2 separate regions of the Sus scrofa genome follow, and region 1 is linked to region 2. The links are chromatin contacts, called in public Hi-C maps. All regions are on one chromosome and are shown on one strand. Each heading gives the region's core, a stretch centred on a gene start, on an enhancer-like site or on the middle of the called end of the contact. The rest is flanking DNA. Distances are from core to core; before and after follow the strand shown. Region 1 holds the start of PSMD14 (26S proteasome non-ATPase regulatory subunit 14). Region 2 holds the start of TANK (TRAF family member-associated NF-kappa-B activator).

What was found. A called contact is a pair of places that touch in the nucleus more often than the background predicts.
Region 1: a Hi-C map of heart right ventricle shows a contact between it and region 2, with 4 times the contacts expected there. The contact joins the promoter of PSMD14 here to the promoter of TANK in region 2. A contact is called at or near these places in 1 of 47 Hi-C or Micro-C datasets (heart right ventricle) and 1 of 2 datasets of contacts at active chromatin or transcription factors (alveolar macrophages).

Annotation. Positions count from the first base shown.
Region 1 is chr15:68,105,868-68,108,890 of Sscrofa11.1, forward strand. PSMD14 (26S proteasome non-ATPase regulatory subunit 14) reads left to right here and starts at 1,512. Exons shown (of 12, transcript XM_003359536.5): 1 at 1,512-1,715. It overlaps LOC110257003 (a long non-coding RNA gene), which reads right to left and starts at 1,368. Exons shown (of 2, transcript XR_002339113.1): 1 at 1,223-1,368.
Region 2 is chr15:67,969,022-67,972,314 of Sscrofa11.1, forward strand. It overlaps TANK (TRAF family member-associated NF-kappa-B activator), which reads left to right and starts at 1,951. Exons shown (of 9, transcript XM_021075290.1): 1 at 1,951-2,099.

The sequences.
Region 1 (3,023 bases), core at 262-2,761, 140 kb after region 2:
AGCTGTAGCCACCGGCCTACGCCAGAGCCACAGCAACGTGGGATCCAAGCCTCATCTGCAACCTACACCACAGCTCATGGCAACGCTGGATCTTTAACCCACTGAGCAAGGGCAGGGATCGAACCCGCAACCACATGGTTCCTGGTCGGATTCGTTAACCACTGCACCACAAGAGGAACTCCAGAAGGGGCATGATTTTATTTGTATAGTAGAAAGGACATTTGCCAGTGGAGAGTGGATTAAGACAGAATGGAGGCAGGGAGATCAAGGAGATTACTGCAGTATTCTAGGAAAAGAATAATGCAGGTTTGAGTTAAGGAGTAGAGAGTTGGAGTAGAGAGAATGGAGAAAGGGGAGTGGTGGATTGAAAAACTATTTTATAGATTAGACCCTTCGTCATTTCCAGAGTTTTTAATTGGGAAGCCAGTGGGAATAGGTGAATAAGAGGTGTCTACTCTTGGGTCTGATTAGGGAAACTACATGAAGGACATCTGCAAAAAAAAAAAAAAAAAAAAAAAAAAAAAAAGGCACGGGTTTGAGGGAAAAGATAAAGACATGGATCCATATATAATTAGTATTACCTATGATTAAAACAATGTATATACATTTTTAGGTGGAATTCTTTGAGGGGGAAATTGGGTGTTAATATGCCACACAAACCGCTTTGGTTTCATATGGTATAATCTTCTTTTCCCTCCATCCAGTAAATTCTTGATATAGGAATGCCTCGAAGATGTTAGTTATCTGTAATATATCTGACAAAGTGAGAGGGACTTGGTAAATGTGCTGCCCTAAAGAGAGCCTGTAGGGAAGTGAAATATAAACCTGTCAATAGTTATTTCTTGGGCAGTTTTGCTCTCTGAAAACCTAGCACAGAGCACATAATGGGCAAAACGTTACTGTTGATGGTAGTTACCCGGAGAAACGTGAGGAAATGATTTCTTAAACTTGTAAATTGCATTGAGCTTAAAATAGATGGTTTTACTATTTAGGAAATTTTGGTTTTCCTTGAAATTCAATCTCTGCAAAGCGGTAAAGACAAGAAGGTGGGTATTATGTCGTATGGAAAAAAGTATTCCACTGTTTCCCACTCTTCACACCCCTCCCTTTTCAATTTTGCTTCTCAGGTGACCAAGTTAAGTTTAGTTCAAGGGAACCTTTTCGTTTTTAAGAAGGGCCGCGGGTGGACACCAAAACGTAAAGGGTACTGGTCTTCGCATACCTGCAGTTCCATTTCCTAACCAGTCACCTCCCAGGCTGTGTAGGCCTGCGTCCCGGATCTCGGAGTTCGCAGAACGCGCAGAAGTGGGAAGGGAGAGGCGGGAGCAGAAAAGGGAGGATGTCGGAGGTGCAGGAGCGGTCTCGGCGCTAACTTCCGCTCCGCCCTCCCAGCTGGGACCGGGGAAGCGGGCGGCAGGCGTTGTCAGTCCGGGCAGCTCCTCCTGGGACGCTCGCCCATCTCCAGAGTCGTCTCCAATTGGTCGTCGGGGGAACGGAAGCCGGAGCAGAGCAGTGAACCCGGAAGTGCTTCGCGGCGGAGGCCCGGGCGACTCTTTTGAATGGAATCGGGCTGATTCATCGCCGGTTCGCGGAGCCAGAACCCGGCTGAGCCCGAGCTGCTGCTGCCGCCGCCGTCACGGCCGCCGCCGCCGCTGTCACCGCCACCGCCGCGTCACAAGGGTCCAGACTGCGGCCTCTTCGCCAGCCCGCCAAAGGTGAGACGGGAAAGGCCGCCCCAGGAGGTCCGCGGAGGCATCCGCGTTAGGCCGCTGCCAGCCGGGTGCTTTCCTGAGTCACGTTGCCCAGCCGAGTTGCCACTGGGGGCCCAGGAAGTGAGGGTGGGTCCAGGTTCCTTCGTCCTCCTCGCCGGCTACTGCCGGCTGTTGGTCTTGATTTAGATCTCCTTCCTCCAGGCATTTCTGCTCCGCTGAATTCACCACATTTTGGACCCTCTCCTTATACAGGGTAGAACCCTTGGTTTTTGCCTCTATTTGTATGTGCTCTATTGAAAGTTACCCCTGTGTTGAAAAACTTCCCGCCAGACAGAAAATAAGAGTGAGAGGATAAAATTAACTTTCCCGTTGAATGCATGTGTACTTTATCACTTGTCCTGAGCATAGGCCATGACCCCTTTTCTCTTGGTGTGAGGTTCTCAACTCCCTTCAAAAATAACCCCAGAGGTGCACTGGTTTTTAACCTTGAAACTCTTTAAAGTGTGGTTATTCCTGCTATGCCTTTTAACTTACTTTCAATTTGTCCAGTTGAGTAGTTGTTGATTGTAATGTATTGATTACATTTCCAGCTTTCAATAAAGTAGAAATCTGCTTCTGTTACCTCTTGGAACTTAATTTTCCTGTTGACGTTACTTTGTTAGTCAAAAGAAGAAAAATGTAGACTTATCGAAAGAATTTGAATATAAATCTAGTGACTGAAGAGAAAATTACAGAAATTTTAAAAAAAATAGTAACCAGAAGTTGGTAAAAAGATTTAATGGGAAATGCTGAGAGGCTTTGAAAATTAGCATAGAAATGCAGTTACTAGAGTGAAAATTACTTTCTTCATTGCTCATATAAGTATGTTTTTAGTGCTGCTGACTTAATATTTATGAGTAAACAATAAGACAAGTCACTGATAATGTTGAAATAAAAAAGAACTGAATACAGTTTTAGTGGGGATGATTAACATAAAGTGGCCCTCTTGTCATATAAAGCTAGCACTTGGCTCATTTAAAGTTTAAATTATGTATGTTTTAAACATATAAATTGAGCATTTGACCAGATTAAGAAATGTAGTGCCTCAGAATTAACTACAAGATGCATTTAGTGAAGTAGTATTTAGCGAAAAGCCTGAATATTGTCTTAAATTTGTCCCGGAACAAAATTACATCTAGCCAACAGAGCAAAGTTTTGAAGTCATGGTCTTTCAATGAAGCCTCACCTGTTGAATTTGGAAACCTCCCCTCCCCACCCCATAAATACTATATTGCTGTTCTTATTGAAAAGCTGGATTTTAATCTTTCTGGC
Region 2 (3,293 bases), core at 701-3,200:
ATTCCATTGTGTATATATACCACCTCTTCCGAATCCAATCATCTGTCGATGGACATTTGGATTGTTTCCATGTCCTGGCTATTGTGAATAGTGCTGCAATGAACATGCGGGTGCAAGTGTCTCTTTTAAGTAGAGCTTTGTCCGGATAGATGCCCAAGAGTGGGATTGCAGGGTCATATGGAAGTTCTATGTATAGGTTTCTAAGGTATCTCCAAACTGTTCTCCATAGTGGCTGTACCAGTTTACATTCCCACCAGCAGTGCAGGAGGGTTCCCTTTTCTCCACAGCCCCTCCAGCACTTGTTATTTGTCGATTTATTAATGATGGCCATTCTGACTGGTGTGAGGTGGTATCTCATGGTAGTTTTGATTTGCATTTCTCTTATAATCAGCGATGTTGAGCATTTTTTCACGTGTTTGTTGGCCATCTGTGTATCTTCTTTGGAGAAATGTCTATTCAGGTCTTTTGCCCATTTTTCCATTGATTGATTGGTTTTTTTGCTGTTGAGTTGTATAAGTTGCTTATATATTCTAGAGATTAAGCCCTTGTCAGTTGCATCATTTGAAACTATTTTCTCCCATTCTGTAAGTTGTCTTTTTGTTTTCTTTTGGGTTTCCTTTGCTGTGCAAAAGCTTTTCAGTTTGATGAGGTCCCATGGGTTTATTTTTGCTCTAATTTCTATTGCTTTGGGAGACTGACCTGAGAAAATATTCATGATGTTGATGTCAGAGAGTGTTTTGCCTATGTTTTCTTCTAGGAGTTTGATGGTGTCCTGTCGTATATTTAAGTCTTTCAGCCATTTTGAGTTTATTTTTGTGCATGGTGTGAGGGTGTGTTCTAGTTTCATTACTTTGCATGCAGCTGTCCAGGTTTCCCAGCAATGCTTGCTGAATAGACTTTCTTTTTTCCATTTGATGTTCTTGCCTCCCTTGTCAAAGATTAATTGACCATAAGTGTCAGGGTTTATTTCCGGATTCTCTATTCTAGAATTTTTTAATAGTGTAGAATTAAACAAATAGTAGTTCATCACCATGGAAGCTTCTAAAAGTGCTACATGCATTCAGCCAGAAGCAATCATGTTCCAGTCAACTTGGAGAGTCTCAGCCTTCAGTGCTCTCGGGAAGCTTCCACATATACTATGGATTTGACTGCTCTTTTCCTGAAAGGGGTCCTAGAGATGATCTTGGTGGTGGGAAGAGGCCAGATTGACAGGAGTGATTCCAGACAACACTTTTCACTTGCAGAGCATTCTAAAGTTTACCACGACTTTTGTTTAAATTTTCGATTGATTCTGCAACTGTCCATCCAGTGAAGAAGTTTTCATGGTCCTCATTTGTCAGATTTTTAAAAATCAAAGTTCATTAGGTTAAACAACTTGCCCGAAGGAGTAGTTATCAGAACTAAAACTTTTCTGAAGCTATCTGTGTAAAATTTCTATTTTGGAGAATATTCAAGCACAGTTAGGAAACGGAATAATGGGCGAGTTGTAAGTCATGGGAAATTTTCTCATAAAGATTTAGTTGCAATTCATGGAGCACCTTTCAACTTCAGCAAGTACATTTAATGAAGTGTTACTGGTTTGTGAAAAATCGAATGGGGGTGTGTGTGTGTGTGGTTTTTCTCAAAGTGTGAACCTCAATCGCCTCAATCACATTCACATGAGGATCTGTTGAAAATGGGGGTTCCTGGGCTTCACCCCAGTTGCTCTGAACTCTGGGAATCTCTAGGGGTGAATCTACATGTTCAGCAGGCCTCTCAGGTAAATCTCAGTTTACATACTGTGTGGTATTAGACACTGTTATTTAATGTTTGGCAGAAATTTTGCCAAGACCCCCAGGTCACCTTTAAACTTGACAATGGAAGCCTTTTCTGTGGCTGTGGTTTTCCCCGAGAGGCAGGGCGGAGTTGCGCTGGGCGGGGCTTGAATGGGCAGGGCGGGCGGGAGGGGCCAGGTCTGGCGAGGTGGAAGGTGAAGGGTTAATGGCTCCGCGCGCAGGCGCTGCCCTCTGAACTGGAACGGAAAACAATTTCCGGTTGGATTCCCCCGGCCGGGTGCCGGAGCCCTGTGGCGTGCGAGGCCGGTGCGGACGCCTTGAACTGTGAGTAAGAAACTTTGTGAGCGAGCTGGTGTGTCCGAATCCGTCGGGCACGGCGGCGGCGCACTTGTGTGTGTGTGTGTGTGTGTGTGTGAGCGAGAGGCATGCGCTGTCCATATGGGCGCCGCAGGGAGAGAAGCCGAGGAGCTGCAGAGACAACCGGTTCTTAGAGTGGGGAGGGACTTACTGTTAGTGAAATGACCTAGGTCAGCGTCCCAGAGAGGACCCGGAAGGGGCTTTCCGGGCCCGCAACGTCAGCTCAGCAAACAACTGCCCCCTCTGCGTCGGCTCAAGGGGAGGGATCCACCGGGATTCCGCGCCGTGCTAATCTCGGGGACTTGAATTCTTGGCGGGCCAACTGGGGAAGCAGGGCCTGCGATGTCAGGGGGAGTGGTGGACCCCGCGCGAAATGTCCCAGCCTCCGGTCCTCACAGGGGCTGTCTTCCTCAAGCTAGTACTGCCGTTGTTACTCTTTCGAAAACTTCCTAGGTTCTTTCTGTTGTTTTTCCCAGGATTATTGCACAGTTCCGCTCTCAGCTTTCCTGCAGAGTGTCATCAGAGCCTTGTCAATGAGAAGTTAGGAAACTTCCCCGAGGGTCACGGAGAGAATGGGTGGGTGGCTGAGGCGGAGAGAGCTGTAGCACACCCTGCCCCCACGGAACTGGGAGTTAGACGGAATCCCCAGCGCGGTGTAAACTGACTAGCGAAGAGTTACCGGTATAACAAGCCGTGCTCGTCACAAAGTGAAGAAAGAAGGGGGAAGATACCCAAACCAGAGTCTTTGTGGCTCTTAACATGCTATAACAAGCAAAAGTAGAGCAGTCTTGCTATCGAAGTGTCGTTTATCTCAGATTCCTTTGACAAGTTATATCTTAAGAGGGAAGTGGTGGTGAAGGAAGTGAAGTGACATGAAAGTAAGGAAAAATAGTGATCTCCCTCCCTACCAAGGTTGGAATGCACATTTCAGTCGAAACGTAAGAGAGAAGCAAAGCTATGTATTCTGCTGGAAAATTATCTTGTCCCTTTCATTGGGGAGGGGAGGAAAACCCTAAAATGGTAGAGACTTGTATAAAGCAGAAAATGAAACTCCTTTGTAACCCTCTCCCCAACCATAGGTGCTCCAACCTTTCACATCTCTCTTATGTGTAGGTAAACATACTGTTTTGCCTTCTTATGAAAATGAGATTTTATATGCAT